3 separate regions of the Mus musculus genome follow, and regions 2 and 3 are each linked to region 1. Evidence: chromatin contacts called from public HiChIP or PLAC-seq and promoter capture Hi-C data. All regions are on one chromosome and are shown on one strand. Each heading gives the region's core, a stretch centred on a gene start, on an enhancer-like site or on the middle of the called end of the contact. The rest is flanking DNA. Distances are from core to core; before and after follow the strand shown. Region 1 holds the start of Skor1 (SKI family transcriptional corepressor 1). Region 2 overlaps Gm39359 (a long non-coding RNA gene). Region 3 holds the start of Coro2b (coronin, actin binding protein, 2B).

Region 1 (4,821 bases), core at 1,243-3,742:
GGACCCTAGCGCTTGGTTATGGGGGGCGGGGGGGACTTTCTGATCCCCTCCATCCCTTCCGCCCACTCGGCCTCTCTGGCTCGCGCAGGGCCGCAGGTGCGAGCCGCGGGCCGCAGGTGGGCGGCCGCTTACCTGGGGCGCACAGGCCCTGGGGCTGCGGAGAGGCGGCGGGCGCGGCGCGTGGCCCGCGGGCGGGCGCACCCGGGGAGGGCGCGAGGGACAGCGAGGGGTGGTGGGTGTGGCGCCCCGGCTCGCAGCTGTCAGGCGCTCCCGCCCAGCGCCGGCCTCGCCACTCCCGCCTGTGACCGAGGCCGTGCCCGCCGCTGCGCCATGAGCTCTAGGCTTCGGCTTCTTCTTCGGGCCAGTCCCCGGCCTCGGGGGCGGCGGTTCCGGGCACCGGGCTCCGTTCCGGGGACCCTGGCGCCCCGTGCCTGTTGAGAGCGGGAGGGGCCGCGGGTGGCAGCGCGGGGAGCGGGGTTGCGCGGCTGTGCGCGCGCGCGGGGAGGGGCCGCGCCGTCACCCGGAGAGCCCGGCGGATCCCCGACTCCCGCCCGCCGCTCCGCCCGCCGCGCACCTCCGCTCGCCGCTTGCCCGGCTCCAGCCGCCCGCACGGTGAGTACCTGCGATCGCGAGCCCACAGCCCCCGCGCCGGCCGCCGCAGCGCTTCTTTCGTTGACTTCTCCTTTAGACTCTGTGGCGGTTGTTTCCTATCCTAACAAACGACTCCACAGCCTCGCTGCCACCGCTGCCCACCTCCCGCCTGCTTAACCTCGCTAGGCTCGCCCCTCGAGCCACAGGAGCGGGCCAGGGGGTCCCCATGCCGCCCTGAGCACTGCTCCTTGTCCCTGAGTGCGGCCCTTCGTTGGTGCTTTCTTCTTTGGCCCTCGAAATGCTGTTTCCTTCCTAGGGTCCCTCACTTCTCCGGGCTCCAAGGCCAAAAGCCCTTTGGGAAAACCCCTTGGGGACTCAGGAGCCCCAGCTTCAGGTGGACGCTCCAGGCTCAGGGTGTCCTCTTCACTCTATGCGGGCCCGGTACATTTGCCCAGAAATCCCAGAAGCCATCGTCATTTCCCACAGCTGCGGGCCCCCTTAGCCACCTCCTCAGCCTGTGTGAGAGCCGTCCCTGGGACACCTAGCTCGCCTTGTTGACCCCTCAGCCAGGGAGTTAGCACAGTAGTTTGCTTGCCTCCTAAAATGTTACTGGGGATTTCAGTGACAAGGGAGGATCAACTTGCCTCAGTTTGACTGGAAGAGATGAAACAGATAATAAATAGGTTGATACTTGAACAAGATACAAGATAGATGGGAGAAAGAGCGGTGAGCTGGCAGCGACAGACAGCTCAGGGACAGATAAGATCGACAAATAAGTATCTAAGCAAACAGAGGGAGGGAAAGATACCTGCAGACCAAAGATGCCAGGTTCTTAGCTTTGGAATTCGGATCCCTGTTAGAGTGAAGCTACCCCTCTGAAATGGATTTGCTTTTCCAGCCAAGTTCGGAGGAGGGAGTCCTAGGGACTAGATTGGCGGCAAGAGCGCCTGCCGCCCAGCATTGGGTCCATGGAGCCCTGAGTGTCTGAAGACACGTGAGGTGACTGGGCGACCTAGAAGGCCCTAAACATCAATTCCTGGGTCCTCCACCAGGCTAGACTGTGGATACAGCTTCCTCTCTGCCTTCTCCAGAGATCAAAGCGAGGGACCAGCAGCAACTTTTTAGTGCTTGGAGTTTTACAGTGGCTTCCAAGAGTGGCCAAGATTCCTTCTAGCCCATCTGAGCTGATGTCGGGGCATGAAGGATACTCAAAGAGGAGTCACCCCCACAAAAGGAGCAGCCCAGAGCCTGGGGAGCCTGTGTTGGGTCTGAGTAAGAAAAGCTGTGTGGAAGAGGACAGAAAGCTCAGGGGCATGTTTCCAAAGCTAAAAAGTGACTCCAGAGAAACGCCTGTGAGAACCTCTCTGTCCCAAGCGCTGACAAGAGGGGAGCCGGCTTTAGTCTGGAATGCAGCTAAAAAATGCAGAAAATGTGGTTAGAGACTGCGTGATCCCGGCCTAACTGATGGCTGGCAAGAAAGCGTTTTGTAAACCCAGCTGGACTCTTTCTGCTCAAGGAACACCGGGCTCAAGGAGTCAGAAGAGAAGTACAGGTTTGTGCAAACCGGTACTGTTGTCCCTGGAAGCCGGTCACCACGAAGATAGGTGCATTGGGGGCCACCCGAGGTCGTGGTGCACGCGACAAGCTTTGGAAAGGGTAGGGTTCAGCACCGCGAACAGCAGTGGCCTCCTCCTCTTCCTTCTATCCTCCTCCTTCAACCTCCATCCCTCCCCCTTCTCCCTGCCCCCACCCCTACATCCTGCAGTTTGTGATGGGCAGTGAGTGCCCCTCCTTCGCCTCCCCACCTCTCCCTTCACTGCCCCCGCCCGCACGCGTGCATGCGCGACTGAGCAGAGGGGCCGCTGGTCCCTGAAGTCCGGGCTTCAGGACCCTGGCGGGCAGGGCGAGCTGTGAGGTAGCTGAAGGCACGCAAACCTGAGTGCCGGCTGGAAAGCCTGGATTTGGCTATGGCATTGCTGTGTGGCCTTGGGCAAGTCACTCTCCGTCTCTGGGTCCCACTTCCTTTCCAATCTGAAAACAGGATTGGTTTCCTGGCAGCCGGGGCTTTCCTGAGGTTTCGATTTTCCCTTTTCCTCCCTTAGCCCCCCGGGTGCTTTTGTTTCAGCTCAGAAGCTGGTCTGAATAACAAAAGGGGCCAGTCCGTGGGACGAATGAGCTTGAGCTCCCCACTGCCAAGTAACCCCCTCGCACCCCACACGTTGCGCCCCGCTGGGCGGGCCTGAACCTAGGTAGCGGCGCTAAAAAAATGGCTCATCTGCTCTCTGCTCTCTCTGTTTCGCAGGAGCGGCGGCATGGAGGCTCTCACCACTCAGCTGGGGCCGGGACGCGAGGGCAGCTCCTCTCCCAACTCCAAGCAAGAGCTGCAGCCCTACTCGGGATCCAGCGCCCTTAAACCCAACCAGGTGGGCGAGACGTCGCTGTACGGGGTACCCATCGTGTCGCTGGTCATTGATGGGCAGGAGCGCCTGTGCCTAGCCCAGATCTCCAACACCCTGCTCAAAAACTACAGCTACAATGAGATCCACAACCGCCGCGTGGCCCTGGGCATCACATGCGTGCAATGCACGCCGGTGCAGCTGGAGATACTGCGTCGGGCCGGGGCCATGCCCATCTCCTCTCGCCGCTGTGGTATGATCACAAAACGAGAGGCCGAACGCCTGTGCAAGTCGTTCCTGGGCGAGCACAAGCCCCCCAAACTGCCTGAGAACTTCGCCTTTGACGTGGTGCACGAGTGCGCATGGGGCTCTCGGGGCAGCTTCATCCCTGCCCGTTACAACAGCTCTCGTGCTAAGTGCATCAAGTGCGGCTACTGCAGTATGTATTTCTCTCCCAACAAGTTCATCTTCCATTCGCACCGCACACCCGACGCCAAGTACACTCAGCCCGACGCCGCCAACTTTAACTCGTGGCGTCGGCACCTCAAACTCAGTGACAAGTCGGCCACCGACGAACTGAGCCACGCTTGGGAGGACGTCAAGGCTATGTTTAATGGCGGTACGCGCAAGCGGACCTTCTCCCTGCAAGGGGGCGGCGGAGGCGGCGCTAATAGCGGGTCTGGTGGTGCAGGGAAGGGCGGCGCTGGTGGCGGTGGCGGTCCAGGGTGCGGCTCAGAGATGGCCCCAGGCCCACCGCCCCACAAAAGTCTGCGCTGCGGTGAAGACGAGGCGGCTGGGCCTCCCGGGCCACCTCCACCGCATCCGCAGCGCGCACTTGGCCTGGCGGCGGCAGCTAGTGGCCCTGCAGGACCTGGAGGACCTGGGGGCAGCGCAGGGGTTCGCAGCTACCCGGTGATTCCAGTGCCCAGCAAAGGTTTTGGCCTCTTGCAAAAGCTGCCCCCGCCTCTTTTCCCGCATCCTTACGGTTTCCCCACAGCATTCGGCCTATGTCCCAAAAAGGACGACCCAGTGTTGGTCGCCGGAGAACCCAAGGGAGGCCCTGGCACCGGGAGCAGTGGGGGCGCTGGCACCGCCGCGGGTGCGGGTGGCCCGGGAGCTGGCCACTTGCCCCCAGGAGCAGGGCCCGGCCCTGGTGGCGGCACAATGTTCTGGGGACATCAACCTTCCGGCGCAGCCAAGGACGCAGCGGCGGTAGCTGCCGCAGCTGCCGCCGCCACTGTATACCCGACGTTTCCCATGTTCTGGCCAGCAGCCGGGAGCCTCCCGGTGCCTCCTTACCCGGCCGCTCAGAGCCAAGCTAAGGCCGTAGCGGCCGCGGTGGCTGCGGCTGCTGCTGCAGCGGCGGCGGCGGCTGGCGGGGGCGGTCCTGAGTCTTTGGACGGTGCCGAGCCAGCTAAAGAGGGCAGCCTCGGTACGGAGGAGCGCTGCCCGAGCGCTCTATCCCGCGGGCCCCTGGACGAGGACGGTGCGGACGAGGCGCTGCCACCGTCTCTGGGTCCCCTGCCCCCTCCGCCACCGCCACCTGCTCGCAAAAGCTCCTACGTGTCAGCCTTCCGACCCGTAGTTAAGGATGCAGAGAGCATCGCTAAGCTCTACGGCAGCGCGCGCGAGGCCTATGGCTCCGGACCTGCTCGCGGGCCAGTGCCCGGCACCGGGACCGGAGGGGGCTACGTGAGCCCGGACTTTCTGAGCGAGGGCAGCTCCAGCTATCATTCTGCCTCGCCCGACGTGGACACCGCGGACGAACCGGAGGTGGACGTAGAGTCCAACCGCTTCCCCGACGAGGAGGGAGCCCAGGACGACACCGAGCCCA
Region 2 (4,821 bases), core at 1,474-3,973, 650 kb before region 1:
ATTGCATGCATGAAACCACGTGTGGGAAGTAGCCTGGAGAGTTGCACACATGGCGAGTTTTAGGAGAGATGGCAAAGAACCTTCCAGTGAGCCCTGCTGGACCTCGGTTGCTAGCATCCTATGCCTTCTCTGAGCACTGCTCGTGGCTGGCTGTCATCCATGAAGACCCCAGAGCCAGCTTTTGGCTGCTGTTGCTTCTTCTCCCTAGTCAATCCATTGTTTTCTGGGTTAATTGATCCATCAGCTTCAGGGAGAAGCACATACAAACAGCAAGCCCACCCCATACCTTGGACTGCCCAGTGGCATTGGGCACCTAGAGCATCGATGACGTCACATCAGCCACTGTCTCTGGAGACCTGAGCCTTGGCCTTTAGAATGTCCCTTAGAGGCTGCTAGCTGCAGCAGCATAGGGCCTGAGAGCTGATCACAAAGTTGCCCTGGCTTGAGGCCACTGGAGTCTACAGCCCAGTTCACCCAATCCAGGAAACACAACTATATGTTGAATACAAAGAGTTGTGGGCATAGTTTAGGGACTCAGAAACCCAGTTCTCCTTTTTCGCCAGCATGCTGCAGATGCTGGTGGCAGTAGCTGATTCAAGAGACAGCAGCTTCTGTGTCCACTGAAAGGTCGGTCCAGTCGCCCACCTACCCCCTGTTGTCACCTCCCATGATGTCATTCCCCAAAGGGATTTCTTCCCTCTGTGGCACATGTCAAAGGTACATGGGTTTGCAAACTCAGCCTGGCAGATTTTGGGTGCTGAGATCCAATCTCTCCAGAGAGAAAGTGGGAGAGAAAAGAAGAGCAGGAGAAATGGAGAGAGGGAAGGAGAAGGCGGAGAGCAGAGAGAGAGAAAAGCTGTGCACATGAAGTTCAGCCACCCACGAGCTGGGTGGGACGAGTACCTCAGCCCATATCAGCAGTGTGGATGGTCTGGCAGCTGATCGGGAGGTGACTCACTCTGAGGCTCTGATTGCGTCACCCTCCTCGGCCCAGGCAGATGGAGGGAGCTAGGAAACTAACGCACTGACATTTTCTACAGAAAGGAAGCCCACATATTTGTGCAAGGCCATCCAAAAATAGCAGGTTTCTCCAGGTTTGGGCTCAGAGTCGCAAGCGTTTCACTTGGAATGCTGGGTCGTGGCGTGTTTTCATAGACCACCCACCCACATTCCATTAGATTTAATCCAGTGGGCCTAGTATATGCTGGGTGCAAAACTGAAGAATGGGAGACCTGGTAGGGGTGAGACTGTGAGTAGGTGTGGAGGTAGGGGAGGCCTAGAGTTTGGGGTCAGGCAAAAAAGCATTGGACCCTAGTGGGGTAGTGGTATTGCCACTACAAAGCCTTGGTTTTCTTGTTTGTAAGGAAGGAAGGACAAAGACCACTTCATCATACTGTCTGGGGTTCAAATGACACAGACTTGGGGAGGGGGCACAGGTTGAGATCACGTGTCTTCAGTCGTCACTGGCTGCCTTACTTTCACAACGTTGCCTTTCTCTGCATCTGAAGATCCCTGATTCAGCTGGCCAGCAAATGCTAGTGATCCCCTTGTCTCCACATCCCCAGCACTTGGATCACAGATGTAAGCCTCCATCCACATCCAGCTCGTTGGCATGGGTCCTGAAGCCATGCCTTCATGGTAAGCACTCTCCTGACTGGGCTATCTCCTCATCCCAAGACATGAATTGACATAAGTCCTCAGCATTAGGACTGACACACAGCAAGGATTCACATCGTGGTGGTGCTTGCAGCATCTGGGGGCAATCCTCAAAGCCATGGGCAGCTCGGTGAAAGGAGCTGACCAGGGCGGGTGAGGGAGAGGTGTCTGAGATGAACGCTGATATGGGTTGATTGGCAACCACTGTCTCTTCCGTGCCACTGGGGCCAGCTTCTGGGGCTGCAAGGACAAACAAAACAGAGTGGCTGCAGACATGGATCTGAGGACAGTCCCCCCGGGCAAACCCCAACACGTTTATTGCCTCCCCTGGGAGATCAAGCACACTCTGCACTCACCTATGGCTTGGTTTCCTTGTTTATAAAGCAAGAATGTCTCTTCTTCAGAGGTTCTTATCAAGATTCGTTGAAATGATGGACGAGCCTCAAGTAGTGCCTGGAGGAGTGGCCCACTAGTATAAGCCACCATCACCACTACCGCTCTTCTTGTGGTCACTACTGTCACATAGAAGAGAAGAAGGTACAGAGGGGATCTGGGAAGTCAGGGTATCAGCAGAGGGGCTCAGAGACACAGCTCCACTGTGCCATCCTCAACAGCCTAAGGAGTCTTCTAGACTTCTAGAAACTGTGACTTGGGCCAAACCAAAGGAGTTTCAGGATTGTCTATGATGAAGTGACATTGGAGAGAGAGAAAGAGAGAGAGAGAGAGAGAGAGAGAGAGAGAGAGAGAGAGAGAGAGAGAGAGAGAGAGAGAGAAAGAGAGAGAAAATAGGAGAGAATAGTTTAATAGTTTTTTTTGGACAGGTTTTGGTTGTCCTGAAACTCACTCTGTAGACCAGGCTGGCCTCAAACTCACAAGAGATCCACCTGTCTCTGCCTCCAGAATACTGGGATTAAAGTTGTGTACCACCACAGCCTGGCCTCATTCAATATATTTTAATATAGGCTTAAGCATGAAGGTTAAGAGAAAGAGGCACTCAGAGGAAAGACAGGGATGTCCAGGTCTCCAGGTCAGGGTATGAGCATCCAGAGACACAGCAGGAGAGAGTAAGACATTGCAATCAAGTGAGAGTCACAGTTAATTGTTAGCATTAGCTGTATATGTCATGTTAGTAGCTCTCCAAGGGTTGCTAAGAAACCCATTTCTCCTCCTCCTTTTCTTTCTCTTATGATAAATGAGATCAGAGGGTGGCTCTGGAGATGCCAGGGATGAAATCATGTCAGATAAGGTGAGACCAGGAGCCACTGGAGTTATACAAGGGCTTTCGTCCTTTCCCTGTTAAATGGCTTTTCTGTTGAGATTCCTAGAAAATGACAGGTTTATGGCTGGCAAGGGAGAAAAGCTGTAAACAATTGTCACTCAGAAGAAATTCTTGCTCCTTTGCTGGTGAGAGGCTTAACTGAACTCTAAGGGAAGGAGCTCTGTCTTTGTCACCCCCCAAACTTCCCCGTCTTTCTACCCTGCCTGACAGAGACACTGTTGTCCTTGAGGTGAGTTTTGAAGGTTATGTAGGCGTTTTCCAGGAAGATTCTGGACAGGGTAGGGGATGATCTGAGAAACAGCGTGAACATGCTGAAGAGAAATCTTCAGGAAACAGGAAATGGCCCAGGCAGAACGCCAGTCAGGGAGAGTGACCTGAACTCAGAGGCAGAGGGCAAGTAGGAAAAAGGGAGGGAGAGAGGGAAGGAGGGAGGGTGGGAGTGCCTGCCTTCCCAGATGCTGGCAAGTGATGTCCAGCACAGGTCAGGCGGCTGGAGCCAAGGGGCTCGGTCTAGCCTCCAGGCCTGACTCTTCTATCACCCTTCTGCTACTCTTGGCTTCTCTCCAGGAGGTATAAGGCTTAGCCACAGCAGCCGAGCTAAGCTTACAGCCACTGTTTCCCTCACAGTATCAGGGAAGCTCCGTCTTTTCTTCTAGGGTGAACAGGGCTCTCTGTATAAGAACCCTCAAGATAAATTCATCTTAGATATGAGCCAGGATGAAAAATCATTTCTGGTGTAGTAGTCCATATCTGTAATCTAAGCATCAAGAGGCTGAAGCAGCAGGATTTGAAGTTCTAACTCAAAGCCAGCCTGGTTGGGGATGGATAGAGCTAAGTTGTTAAGAGTGCTTGCTTAACTGGGTACTTGGGAGGCAGAGGCAGGCAGACTTCTGAGTTCAAGGCTAGCCTGGTCTACAGAGTGAGTTTCAGGACAGCCAGGGCTACGCAGAGAAACCCTGTCTCGAAACACACACACACACACACACACACACACACACACAAAGAGTGCTTTCTTAGTATGCAAGAAGCAAGCCCTGGGTTGGATCTCAACACTACTCACACGGGACATGGTATAGGTATAATCCCAGAAGGTGGGTGAGGGAAGACCAAGAGTTCAAAGTTCATCAGCTAAAGAGAAAGTTTAAGGCCAGCCTGGCCTCTATGAGACCCTATCTCAAGCAAACAAACAACACAACCTACAACTCCTTCTATTTGTTTGAGTCCTACTGTGGCTCAGGTTGGGGCCCAAATAACTTTCACTTCAATGCCAAGAGTGATGTGGTTACTACGTTGTCTTATGGGCAAGGATGCATGAACCAAACAGCTAAACCCTGGCAGAGCCGCCGAAGGCTGAATCCATACCCTCCCTGGGTATGGGCTGGTGGGAGCAGCATCCCCATTGGCCTCAGCCTCAGCACCAGCATCTGGGCTTAGATTGCAGCTCCCCAGCATGTGGCCATTAATTAAACCACACCCTGGAGAGGCAGACTGATTAGAGAAAGCACAGGCATCAGGCCACACATCCATGGGATGTTAAGAGAGATAGCTGGTGGGTGGAGCATCTAAGCTGGGCATGAAAGGTGAGACAAACCTTCTCAATAAAGGGAGGTGAGAGCTATGAGTAACTTTTCTCCATGTTGTGACAGCATTACTGACCAACGCAACCTAAGAGGGGAAGGGTTTAATCTGGTTCATGGTTCAAAGGCACCGTCCACCGTGTTGGGGAGTCATGGCGACAGCAGTACCATGCTCCATCTGGCCACATCACATCCACAGTGAGGAAGCAGAGAAAGAAGGGTGCTGGTGCCTGGCTTGCCTTCTCCTTTGTGTTCAGTACAGGATATCAGCCCATAGGGATGGTACAGGTCACAGTTAGGGTGGGTCTT
Region 3 (4,821 bases), core at 721-3,220, 610 kb after region 1:
TTGCTTGAATTGGTGTGTATGTGTGTGTTGCTGGTAATGGAACTGAGAGCCTTAATATGCATACTAGGCAAGCATGCCATCCTAGAGATACACCCTATCTTTGAGTATGTATGCATATGTGCGCATGTTTATGATGGCCAGAAGTCAACGATGGGTGTTTCTCCTTCCTCCTCTGCCTTTATTTTTGTTGTAATTGAGACAGGGTCTCTCTCTCTCTGAACCCAGGGCTCATTGGTTAGCTAGACAGGCTGGGCTGCAAGTTCCAGGGACCATCTTACCTTCACCTGATTCACACTGAGAATACAGGTATGCACTGCAATACTTAGCTGGGGATTTGAACTCAGGGCCTCAGGCTTCCCTGGCAAGCACTTTCACTGACTAATCCAATCTCCCCCGCTCCATACATCATCCTTGATTTGTTCCTGGTGACATTAAACTTTTCCTGGAGCCTTATGCATACTGGGCAAGCACCCTATCATTGAGATGCAGTGTGTGTGTGTGTGTCTCTGTGTGTGTGTGTGTGTGTGTGTGTGCTATGTACATGCTTGTGATGGCCAGAAGTCCACAATGGGTATCTTTCTCAAACATTCTTTGCCTTTAGTTTCGTTATTGTTGAGACAGGGTCATGCAGGAAGATAAATCATACCCAGGGGCCAGCTAGCTCCCTGCTGTACTGTCCCATGTGGAGACAACCCAGAGACTCTGAACTAAGTGTACAGTGGTTGGATGTCAGGTAAGGATGGGGTTCAGAGAATGAAGCCGGCATTTCTGGGGCGGGTGGGGGGGGGGTGAGGCAGTAAAGACTTGAGGCCTGGCATGACTACACCTAGGAGGGGTCTGGCGCAGAGCCAATGCCTGAGGCCTGAAGCTACATCTGCTCTCCCTAGAGACCTAGTAAAGTTGCTGCAAGGCCCCTGGAGACGGACAGGTGTTTATACCCTTCCCAAGATGCAGAAGAAGTTCAAAGATGGCAGCAGCTGTGGAGGAACTCTGTAACTCACAGACACAAGTCCTGGCTCTGTCACTGTGTCAGACCAGGTACGTCCCCCCACGAAATCTGCTCATTCTTAGGGATGCCCCCCCAAAAAACCCAAAACACCAACAAAAACTAAGATAAAACAAAACAAAAAAAACTGTAAATAAAAATATCGGGATCTATGCCAAAGCACTTTATAGTAGTTGTCACTGTGTGTAGTACTGTTCTAGAAATACAGCTGCGGAATGGAGCAGGCATCCTACCTCCCTGTTCCTGCACCTTCCTCCGGGGCAGGTGCTCACACTGGACTGCAGTGAAGAAACTCTGAGAGCAGGTGGCACACTTCAGAACCCCCGGGGGGGGGGGGGAGAGAGAGAGAGAGAGAGAGAGAGAGAGAGAGAGATGCTCCAAATACCTCATTCCCTCCTCCCTTCTCTGTGGTTGCAGCGGCTCCTTATCTGTCCAAACCGGTTTTGCCCAGGTACTCGCATGGCCATATTCAGGCAATTGTACTTGAAATTCCTGCAGCTGCTACAGGGTGTAGGTAACCTGGCTGGGATTTGCCTAGAGCAACTGTACCTGTCATCTCCCCAGTGATGTGAACACTCTTGAGGAGGGTCGGTCCTGCCTCTCTTACAGAGAGCTCCCCCTGTGTCCCTATAACTATAGAACGCAGGATCTGCAAAGGAAACCTCTAAGAAGCTTGCCACCAAGCAGAGAGCCTCTGGGCGAGTCTGGCGAGCCAACTGGGCCCAATGCCCCTCTGTCTAAGTACTTTACACTCAAGTCCTGCCACTTCCTATGTAACATGGACCACATTGGCCTTAGGCGAGCTCATCACTGAGATGCGAAGGAGTGCTTCCACGAGCCCTCCTGGCCACCCTGAACTCGTGTGGCAGCTGCGGGACCCGTAGCGGGTGGACTTTGGGAACCTCCAGGGGGCGACCAGCCCTGGGAAGGCATCTCCGGCCGCGCGCCGCGCCCGTCCAGCTTGTGACTTCACCGGGCGCCCGGAGCCAACGCGGCACCGAAGGCCGGGTCCCCGCCCACGGCCCCGGCCGCAGGTGCCAGGAGCCCGAGGGGGCAGCGCCTGGACGCGCGGGGCTGGGGACCGTCAGGCGCCCGGACTGCACTCCCGCCTCTGCCTCCGCCTCCTCTTTGTAGCGAGTCCCCGGTCGGTCCTCCCCGCCCCCCGCGCGGCCCGCCGCCCGCCTTTCTTCCTGCCTCGCCTTCCTGCGGCGCGGCGGCCTCATCTATTATAGATGCTCGGCCGCGGCTGACATCAGCCAGCGGCCTCCCGAGCGCGCGGTCCCCAGCCCGGCCCAGCCGCCTGCCGCCGCCCGCGCCCAGCCCCACCGCCCGCTTTCTGTATGACTGTCACAAAGGTAAGCAGCGCAGATCGTCGCCACGCTGGGGACCCGCGGGTGCTACAACCCCCCGGGCAGGGACTTGAGGGGCTTAGGAAGGGATCGCGCGCGCGCGCGCGCTCCAGCTCCCAGGAGTCGCTCGGCCCCCAGGGGACTACGGGATGCCGGGAGGGGATGCTCCTTTGCAGCTATCCTGGACGGTGTGGACCACATCACTGTGCGCCCCGGGACTGCATTTTTAACTCTTGTGGAAGGTGCTGCAATTTTAACCCCTGGAAAGCTGCTTCGGGCTGGCTGGCGCTCTGGGTGTCTGTCCCTCAGTGTCACGCGCCGTAAGGACTGAGGGATCCATGCTGATGATGCAGGGATGGGCTGGCCATGCTAGTCAGACACACAAGGGAGCTGAACCCCACCTGCCTGTCTTTGCCATTTACCCCAGAAGCCTGGGCCTGACTCCAAAGCTACCCTGTAGAGGCGCTGCCGGATCCCTGAGTGGCTGCCAGAGACAGGGAAGGTTCTACTGCATGGGGTGGGATGGGCAGGGAGTGTGACAGAGAGGAGCAGGTAGGCATCCTGGCAGACCCCAGTTTGGAAGAGGTTCTTGGACTTGTCACAGGAGCCCGGGTTTGTTGAAGAACTTTTTTGGGGACGTCTTCCCTGCCAATGGAAGAATGGAGTTAAGAGGAGAGACCGTTGGGGCAGTGGGATAAGCCCTGGGCCAAGGCAGATTTGAGTCTCTCTACGGAGAAGGGCTAGGCCTAGTTTGGGCTTAGGTTTCCTTTTCTGCAATGGGATAAGATGAGCCTTGGTAGTGGTGGGACAAACAAGTGAAGAGTATGAACTGTACTCTTCCCAGGTTCTGTTGGAGTGCTGACCTCACACCCTGGCATCGGCCTTAGCCGTGGATTTGGCCGTCTATACACCTTAGGCCAGACTCCATCTTTCCCAGATGCTCAGCTGGCTCTCACAGCTGAGGAGGTAGAAGCCAAGCAGGCCAGGCAGCCTGCTGTGGTCAAAGCCTTACAGAAAGGCTGGGCGGTCCATTCTAGACCCTTCTAATAAGCTCCTTACCCCAGCGACTTGCTCAGCCCGGCTCGGACTTCACTTCAGACCTTGTCATTGCCCTCAGTTCTGGGACTTGGGAGCTGTATGAGAATGATAACCTGAGGGCTCGGGGCGGATGTGCCTGGCCTTAACTTTGTCAAGCTAGCTATATCAAGCGGCAGGGTGCTTAGTGCTCTTAAATGAGCATAAATGCAGCTGGGCAGAGATGTGTTGTTATGGAGATTGTAAATGCCAAAGCTTCAGGCAGGTGGGGGCTGAGGAGCAATTCATGGGCCGGGTGGGAGCATAAGTGTTAAGGCTGAAGATGACCTTGCAAGGACTGACCCTGCAACCTCTCCTGTCTATGCACACGGATTCAGACAACTTTTCTCCCTTGAAGGTAAAACTGTTTAACTGAGGAAAAAGCTGAGATTCGGAGAGGTGAGGTGACTTGCCTAAGGTCACATAGCTAATATAAGTATGGCAGGATTCGGGTTTACCCTCAAGTCTGTCTCAGTCTCCTGCTGAGCCATCAGTCTGTATGACTGGGTGTGGGGCTTCCACAGCAGAGGGACACTGTCTGGGGGCCTAGGATGGTGAGATGGTGGAAGTGGGGCCCACGTAGCCCACTGTCAGACCTTCCCTTAGGTACGCGAGGATTATTTTCTAACACTCTGACACCTCCCTGCCCAGCCCCCAACGAACCCTTCCGTGTGTCTCTTGTCTCCTGCCGAAACCAAGGTGGCTTTGGCTTAAGCCAGATCAGAGGATTAAATAAAATCCCCACTTTAACCCTGTTTTCTCTCTACGCCAGGCCTGTATGGCACAACCCCAGTCCTGTACAGCACAGGGAGTCCCTACTGAACAAGGCTCTTCCATTGCCCCAAGAGTTAGAAGACATGGCCTCTAGGTGTCCTAGGCTGGCCACTAACTGGCTGTGTGACCTTAGACCAGTCATTTCTCTCCTCAGGCTTTGGGCAAGTGTTGGTTCCAATGAGCCATGTCTTCTGCTCTAACAAGGTATACTTGGGGACTGTGATCCGGGGGGTGGTCCTGTTACAGACTAAAGAGGAGAACCCACAAAGAATGTGGGAGATGGAGTCACTGTAGGGGACGGAGTGACTAGTGATAAACCTCTGGTCATCTTGCTCCAGAGGAAGAGTCATGGTGTCCCTCTGTGTCCCCTGACAGAAGCCTCTGGGCCAGTGTTTGGTGGAGGTCACAGGCTCTGAGCTCTCAGAGGGACTGACACAAAATGAAGAAGACAAAGCAGACAGGAAGTTGCTAGAGGATCAGCTAGAGCTGAGCCCCAGTTTCCCACTGACCACCCTGCCTTTCAATGTTTCCCAACCCATTCCTCGGGGAGCCACAAATGCCTTGGAAGCTGTGAAGGGACATCTGCCCTAAGTGTCAACAGCCACACAGCCATGCTGT

The links. Promoter capture Hi-C pulls out the DNA fragments that hold promoters and counts their contacts. HiChIP or PLAC-seq counts read pairs in DNA pulled down with a chosen protein or histone mark.
Region 2: a contact with region 1 is called in an HNF4G HiChIP or PLAC-seq map of pancreatic cancer cells, with 4 times the contacts expected there. The contact joins the enhancer-like site here to the promoter of Skor1 in region 1. A contact is called at or near these places in 13 of 39 promoter capture datasets (the C10 cell line, the HPC-7 cell line, the SN4741 cell line and 8 more), 2 of 484 Hi-C or Micro-C datasets (the G1E-ER4 cell line and cortical neurons), 22 of 115 datasets of contacts at active chromatin or transcription factors (the NIH/3T3 cell line, astrocytes, bone marrow-derived macrophages and 14 more) and 3 of 9 other capture datasets (embryonic stem cells, liver and macrophages).
Region 3: a promoter capture Hi-C map of embryonic stem cells shows a contact between it and region 1, with 5 times the contacts expected there. The contact joins the promoter of Coro2b here to the promoter of Skor1 in region 1. A contact is called at or near these places in 1 of 39 promoter capture datasets (embryonic stem cells) and 1 of 115 datasets of contacts at active chromatin or transcription factors (embryonic stem cells).

The regions. Positions count from the first base shown.
Region 1 is chr9:63,144,651-63,149,471 of GRCm38.p6, reverse strand. It overlaps Skor1 (SKI family transcriptional corepressor 1), which reads left to right and starts at 2,492. Exons shown (of 9, transcript NM_172446.3): 1 at 2,492-2,665; 2 at 2,894-4,821. The coding sequence starts at 2,559.
Region 2 is chr9:63,790,018-63,794,838 of GRCm38.p6, reverse strand. It overlaps Gm39359 (a long non-coding RNA gene), which reads left to right. Exons shown (of 2, transcript XR_870852.3): 2 at 1-734. Among named protein-coding and RNA genes, the nearest start is that of Gm39359, 3.3 kb to the left of the region's middle. Within about 2 kb of position 2,723, at least 36 of the 459 cell types and tissues checked have an H3K27ac peak or open chromatin away from gene starts, as enhancers often do. A contact at or near this core is called in pancreatic cancer cells, where this site is marked.
Region 3 is chr9:62,534,193-62,539,013 of GRCm38.p6, reverse strand. It overlaps Coro2b (coronin, actin binding protein, 2B), which reads left to right and starts at 1,970. Exons shown (of 12, transcript NM_175484.3): 1 at 1,970-2,361. The coding sequence starts at 2,347. Gm39352 (a long non-coding RNA gene) reads left to right here. Exons shown (of 4, transcript XR_870833.1): 3 at 226-733; 4 at 888-1,133.